2 separate regions of the Mus musculus genome follow, and region 2 is linked to region 1. A link is a contact called in public promoter capture Hi-C data. All regions are on one chromosome and are shown on one strand. Each heading gives the region's core, a stretch centred on a gene start, on an enhancer-like site or on the middle of the called end of the contact. The rest is flanking DNA. Distances are from core to core; before and after follow the strand shown.

The links. Capture Hi-C pulls out chosen DNA fragments and counts their contacts.
Region 2: a contact with region 1 is called in a promoter capture Hi-C map of pancreatic islet. The contact joins two enhancer-like sites. A contact is called at or near these places in 4 of 39 promoter capture datasets (embryonic stem cells, stem cell-derived epiblast-like cells and trophoblast stem cells), 2 of 484 Hi-C or Micro-C datasets (embryonic fibroblasts and reprogramming fibroblasts), 4 of 115 datasets of contacts at active chromatin or transcription factors (all in embryonic stem cells) and 3 of 9 other capture datasets (embryonic stem cells, liver and pancreatic islet).

What each region holds. Positions count from the first base shown.
Region 1 is chr10:69,397,422-69,400,583 of GRCm38.p6, forward strand. No RefSeq gene overlaps it. Among named protein-coding and RNA genes, the nearest start is that of Cdk1, 46 kb to the left of the region's middle. Within about 2 kb of position 1,655, at least 66 of the 459 cell types and tissues checked have an H3K27ac peak or open chromatin away from gene starts, as enhancers often do. A contact at or near this core is called in pancreatic islet, where this site is marked.
Region 2 is chr10:69,547,776-69,550,937 of GRCm38.p6, forward strand. All of the region lies in intron 1 of Ank3 (ankyrin 3, epithelial), which reads left to right. Gm51806 (a long non-coding RNA gene) reads left to right here. Exons shown (of 2, transcript XR_003949008.1): 2 at 1-987. All of the region lies in intron 1 of Gm33464 (a long non-coding RNA gene), which reads right to left. Among named protein-coding and RNA genes, the nearest start is that of Gm33464, 14 kb to the right of the region's middle. Within about 2 kb of position 1,641, at least 8 of the 459 cell types and tissues checked have an H3K27ac peak or open chromatin away from gene starts, as enhancers often do. A contact at or near this core is called in pancreatic islet, where this site is marked.

The DNA.
Region 1 (3,162 bases), core at 405-2,904:
GTCAAAGCATTAGGAAGGTTGCGATCCCCTGGGCTAGAGGCTCAGCAGAGCGGGTGGACACATAGCTAAGGAAGGTCTCACAAATACTGTTTGCTTTGGAGGAGATTGGAGACACAGCAAAGTCCCTGCAGAGTTCTCTTGTTCGGGTGTAATTTCTGTGCTTTTCGCTAGCTGGCGAGAATACTGCGTTCCTCACTTCATCATATGCTTACGAAGTCATGCTTCTTGTTTTAGTTTAGTCTCACCTGAAGTATTACTCTGGTTTTAAAAAACGCGTTTTATCCCCCCATGTAACTGCTTAACAAAGAGACCTTGGGTAGTTCACTTGGCAGAGAAAAGAAATCAAAAGTAACAATAAACAATGAACAAGAACCATGAAAGTAGTGTTTCCATTCTACCTAGACTCCAGGTGCTTGGGTCCCTGCCTCTGTGTGATAAAAAGGAAAAAAAGAAGAAGAGGAGGAGGAGGGGGGGGGAGGAGGAGGGGAGGAGGAGGAGGAGGAAGAGGAGGAGGAGGAGGAGGAAGAGAGAGGAGGAGGAGGAGGAAGAGAGAGAGGAGCAGGAGGAGAGAGAGGAGGAGGAGGAGAGAGAGGAGGAGGAAGAGAGAGAGGAGAGAGGAGAGAGGAGAGAGGAGAGAGGAGAGAGGAGAGAGGAGAGAGGAAAGAGGAGAGACTGGCTATTGGTTGAGAGAAAACTTTTATCTTTACAGCCAGAACAGAATCAGGATGTGCAGGGATACATTACTGGCTGTGTCCCTCGTGCTAATTGGCACAAACGCTGGGGAAGGTGCTTCCTTTGAGAGACCCCTGGCTCGTATAGATGCTTTTCTGCTCCGACCCCCACCCACCAGGATAAGTTCTACTGGAGTTCCCAGTGGCCTGGACAGCCAGCTGTCCCTTGTCATCTGACCTCTTAGAAATGAGGACACTCTGAGATCCGGCTCTCAGCTTCCTAGCCAACTAGGGCTCAGCCCCTGTCTCAGCTCCTGGCTCCGTGGGGCGCGCGGGCGGGGGGCTCCTCTGAGCATCTAGTTGTGAGTCATCAGCGCGACGAGAGGTTCTCAGACGGCGTGGACCCGAGACTGGAACTCTCTTTTGAGGAGTGTGTCTGCAGTTACCGTACCTGGTGGATTTTACGCTCTAAAATGAACAATATAAGCGAAAGCTACACCGCTGCCCAGTGCTCTCCTAAGTTCAGACAAACACCAGCCCAATCACTAGGGAGGACATCGTGGGGATGCTGTTGGGAGCCAGTCCACCCGGGAGGGGCGGGGTGTACCTCGCTGTTGCTCCGCACCCCCCGCCCAACCTTCTTCCAACGCCCCAGGAGCTCTTAAGGCAGCTCTGCCCTCGTTGTCTGGGGGACCCTGCGGCGGACAGCACTGGGCATGCTCGGGCGGCAGTGGGCCGGGCGGGTCGCCGCGCCTCCACCTGGCTGTCCCGCCCCCCGCAAGCCAACCGAGCAGCACCTGGCGGCGCCCGGCAGGGGGAGGAGAAGGCGCGGGGCGGCGCTGCGCGTTCCCGAGCCGTGGCCCAACTTTCACCCCCACTTTCCCTCCTGGGGGTGCAGTCCCTGGATCGGGGGTTGAGGAGACGCCGACTCGAGCGCAGAGCCGAGTTCCTGGAAGGCGGAGCGCGCGAGTACCCACCGTATGGCCTGCTCGGGCACCTCGTCCCCAGTGGGCGCGGGGAGCCCCGATCTTGAGCAGGTGAGAGCCCCCCACCTGTGGCTGTCTCCCTTCCCCATCCCCAACCTTTGCGGGAACGGTGGGCTGGGGTTGGGATCCCAGGAGACTAGGGGACACGGGGACTTTGTGGGAGCCCCGAGTTCCTGGATGGGGGCCTGGGGCTCCTGGGAGGGGACATTGACTCTGCTTATCGCCGGGTCTTGCTACTCCCAGACTGGACCGGAGTTTGGCACCCGCCCGGAGCGCGAGCTCCTAGCGGGCGCCGCAGCCCCAGCGTCCCCAGGGAGTAGGGAGGCGAGTGCGCGGGGCTTCTACCGCGAGCATTCTCTCCGGAAAAGCAACGCCGGGCGCGGGGCACCGGACGGGCCCAGCTGCGACGGGCGTCTTTGGGTATCGTGTTCACCGCCAGGCCGAACTTGCCTGAGGACACGATCCGCGTCCTCTGCACCTTTAACGGGGAAGTCACCTGGCTGGCAAAGTTAACCTTCAGTTCGGATTTCTTTTCTTTTTAACCCCCCTCTTTGAAGGTGAGTCGATAGACTTAGTAGGGAGCGAAGGGGCAAGGCAGCATGCTTTCGAAATTGGGGCATAAAAATGCAGAGCCTTCGGATAAGGTAGCAGCTGCCAAGGGGCGGCTGGAGGTGGGTTCTCCCTGCCCCCGCCTCCCCACGCCCCCCCCCACCTATGGCATCCGAGAGCAACTTGCACCAAGAAAAACCAAACCAAACCAAAACAACAACAACAACAACAAAAACCAGGTGCTTGAGAAACAACAGTAGCTTCCAGTTTCTTTGCCTGCCGCCCCACAGACCTTGCTCTTTAAGCCCTGGGGCTGGCAGCGATGTAGGCACCGAGTAAGGGTAATGCGTGCTGGTGGAATGCATCCTGAAGGGGACACGAGGAACCTTAGTTATCCTGGAGAGGGGGAGGGGGTGCGCTTGGGGAAGTTGTGCGTGTCAGGAGGAGGAAAATAACTCTTTCGCTTAACTTTTGAGACTGAAAAAAATTATGTGTGTACATTCATGATCTGCTTTAGGAAAATAAATAGACAAATAACTACATTAACACCCTGGAGCAGGCTTGAAACATCGGTTTACTTAGCTTGACATCTGTTAGCTCATTCATGGCTTTCCTTTAGTTTTACGCCCTCCCCCACCCCCTCGAAGCTCCCGGGAATCAAGAATGCTTAAAAAGATCCACCAATTTTCACAAAATGTGTGTGTAATGTGTGTGTGTGTGTGTGTGTGTGTGTGTGTGCCCGCGCGCGCGCATTTTCTTGCAATCTGATTCAGGGTATTGATTGTGTTTGTGGGAGAATAATCGTGGCTTGTCTAAATTTAAAAATGGTCACGTTCTTGTTCGCTTAGAAACTGTCTTACCTCCCTGAGGGGTCCATCGGTTCTCACTGCAGGAGACTGGCTAGTCCAGGTAAGCGTCAGTAGGGAGTCTGAGGGAGGCAGCAGGCTCAGGGGAAG
Region 2 (3,162 bases), core at 391-2,890, 150 kb after region 1:
ACAAAGTTCCTGAGCGCAAAGATTGACTGAGGGAAGGGCTGGTTCATCCTGGCTTCTGGTTTTTAAGGGCTATCATCCATCATTGGGGTGGGAAGTGATAAGGGACGGGGACAAGAATGTGCAGAGGTAGAGATGTGAATGCTTGTACTTACCCGCTCTCCTGCTCTTGCCCCTAGCTTTGTCTAGTCTGAGCATCTCTCCCTACATTTTGAGGTGGGCTTTTCTTCAGTTACACTCTGGTGATTCTAGGTGCAGGCCAGTTGACCTGAAGGTCAGCCATCATATCCCCTTGGGAATGATATGAGTGTTGTTCATATCCATTCTGACTTTTTTCATTGTGACAAATGGCATAAGATTCACTGTCTTCACCATTTTAACCTGATCGACTTAGGTACCTTCACTTCAACCACAAAGTGTAGCTATGACTGTCTAGTTATGGCTACCATTTTCCCTGACACTTGCCTACAGCAGAGCCCGGTTCCCTTCATCCCAGGCTCTAGCCACCAGCACTATGCGTCCTTTCTCCATAGTGTTACCCTTTCTGGATATGTCATGTGAATAAAACCAGTCTTGAGTTCAGCTTCTTGCCTTTGGGATGTTTTGTCCTGGTTATTTTCTCCTTGTTCATGTGAGTAACTCTTCACTGTATCTACTGCAGAAGTAACCTACATTTCACCCACCTAATCATCCATTGATGCTATGTGAGTCCTTTCTTCTTCCTCGCTGTTGTACGTAGAGAAGAAGTGTACATTGCTGAATGGGCTTGTTCAGATGCCTGCCGTCTCTCTCAAATAAGTATCCTTTATGGGAGATTGCTGGCTGTGTCATAATTCTAGTTTCAGGTGCTTGACAGTTGACAAGCTTTTCTTCTCCAGTAGGCTTCTATAGAGTGCTTTCTGCTATGTTCGTGGTTTAGTATCTTAACACTCTTCCAGTCATTTTACCTTTTTTTTTTTTTTTTTGGAAGTTTGTCAGGTAAAAAAGAAAGAAGAATCATAAGCTGCTGTTTATGATTATCATAGAGAGAGGTGAGTAGAAGGGGGAGCCTGTGGGGGACACCCAGATATTAGTGCAGCATGAATGGAGAGAGGAGCCCTTGCCAGAATATTAGCACACAGTACCTGGTACACCCCAGAGCATCACAACAAAGCAACATGCTCCAGCGGAATGCCTGAGGAGGACTTTGTACCTGGTGCACGAGTGCCAGACCTGAGATGACACCCCTCAATACAAACCAATGAACAATTTGGAACTGATATCACTAACAGTGGTCCAGTGAGGAGATGCTGACATCTGGCTAGGAGATAGATGGCGGGCCTTGTCACATCTGGCTTAAGACTTCTTCCAGAGGGAAACAGCTTGTGATAGATAGCACAAGTGTGCTGGCTAACAGTTACATTTGCTGCCTGTGCTAGGTTCTCCTAAGGTATCCCTAGTGTTAGTTGTTTCGTATTTAGTACGGGGGAAGAGCAAGCCTTTTAGCAGTTTTCCAAAAAGCTTTCTGAACCATCCCTAGTGTGATGGACAGTTACCAGTCCCTCCTTTTGGAGTATTCTTTTTGGAGTCCAAACCAGATGAGTTACCTTCCTTGGGAATTTCCATCACAGGCCACTGAATGCTTAATTGTAACAGGGAGAAGGTTAACATCCGAATAGGTAATTATTAACTACCTTGCTATGCAGAGGTGCGGATGGACAGAAGACAGTGTTAGAAACACATTTGCTTGTGGGTTTGTGCTCTTTTCCTAGGACCCAAGGGCTGTCCCCAAGATCTCAGCATCCTAGACCTGATGACTGGGGTAGTGTTTGTTTCCTTTCCTTTTTAATGGTTCTCTACCTCATGAAAACTACAGTAGGTAAAAAATGACTCTATCGTCCACTGGAAAAAAACGAGTGTTACACCACAGAGAGAGGCCTTGCTGGTTTTGATATGTGTTACAAGACACATATATTCATTCAGGCCAGCCATTGAAAAACAGTCTCAATTTCAGATACAACACAATGTAGCTTCCCTCTTTGAGTGATATTTTAACGTTTCAATTTATGTGTATTCAAAAGCAGGAGATTCTCTGGATTTGATTCTAGTAGAGTGTGTTTAATTACGATATAGACTCTGTACAGGAGTCTTTTTCTGGAGAGTCTTGCTTTACATGTATTTGTTACAAAAACTTTATAATTTTTTCTCTTACTATTTCTCATTACTTCTAAAGGATTTTTTTTAATTAAAATTGTATTCTCAAATGAGAGAACTGTCCAACTGAAAAGTGTGTTTCTTGTTGAGAAACCCAAGGTGGACGCTGTTTATATTTACACTTCAAATTCATGCATCCCAAATGTTTTTGTTTTTTTTTTGTTTTGTTTTGTTTTGTTTTTTGTTTTTGAGACAGGGTTTTTCTGTGTAGCCCTGGCTGTCCTGGAACCCACTCTGTAGACCAGGCTGGCCTCGAACTCAGAAATCCACCTTTCTCTGCCTCCCAAGTGCCGGGATTAAAGGCATGCGCCACCACTGCCCGGCGCACCCCAAATTTTTTAAGAGCCTCGTGTGATAAATACATTGAGTCATGGTATTGAAATATCATCACATGCACTTTCTGTAGGAATATTATGGGTCTCAAAATAGTATAGCAAGCAAATGGCAGATCTTACTAAGTATTAGAAAAGCGTGTTCTTAAGGAAAAAAACCTTCTCCCAAATGCATCTTGAAACATTGAAATGAGATGTCTGATGTGCCTGTATCCGTTGAGTAGAGTTCTTATCATGAGGTCTTGGGGCCTGAACACAAAGCCTGTGCCACCCAGACAAGGACTCTACCACTGATCTGTCCCTAGCTCTCTGATTTTACAGAGACAGGGTCTCACTGTGTCGCTCTGACTGGTTGCTGTGCAGTCACAACTGGCTTCAGACTTGTTGTCCTGCCTCTGCCTGCCCTCTGACTACTTACCCCCATATTGAGATTACAGGCATGCGCCACCCACCATTCAAGTGTGCCTATGACTTTTTACATGGACTTCCTGGTGTGTTTTGACTTGTCCTACGCCAGAAAAGGCAAGCACTTTGAAGTGTGGATTCAAGCATCCCATGGTGTTGCATTGTCTGGAAGCTGGCCGGCAGTAAGCAGATATCTCTGTGAACAGATACTAATATTTGAGCTACAGCTCAGTAG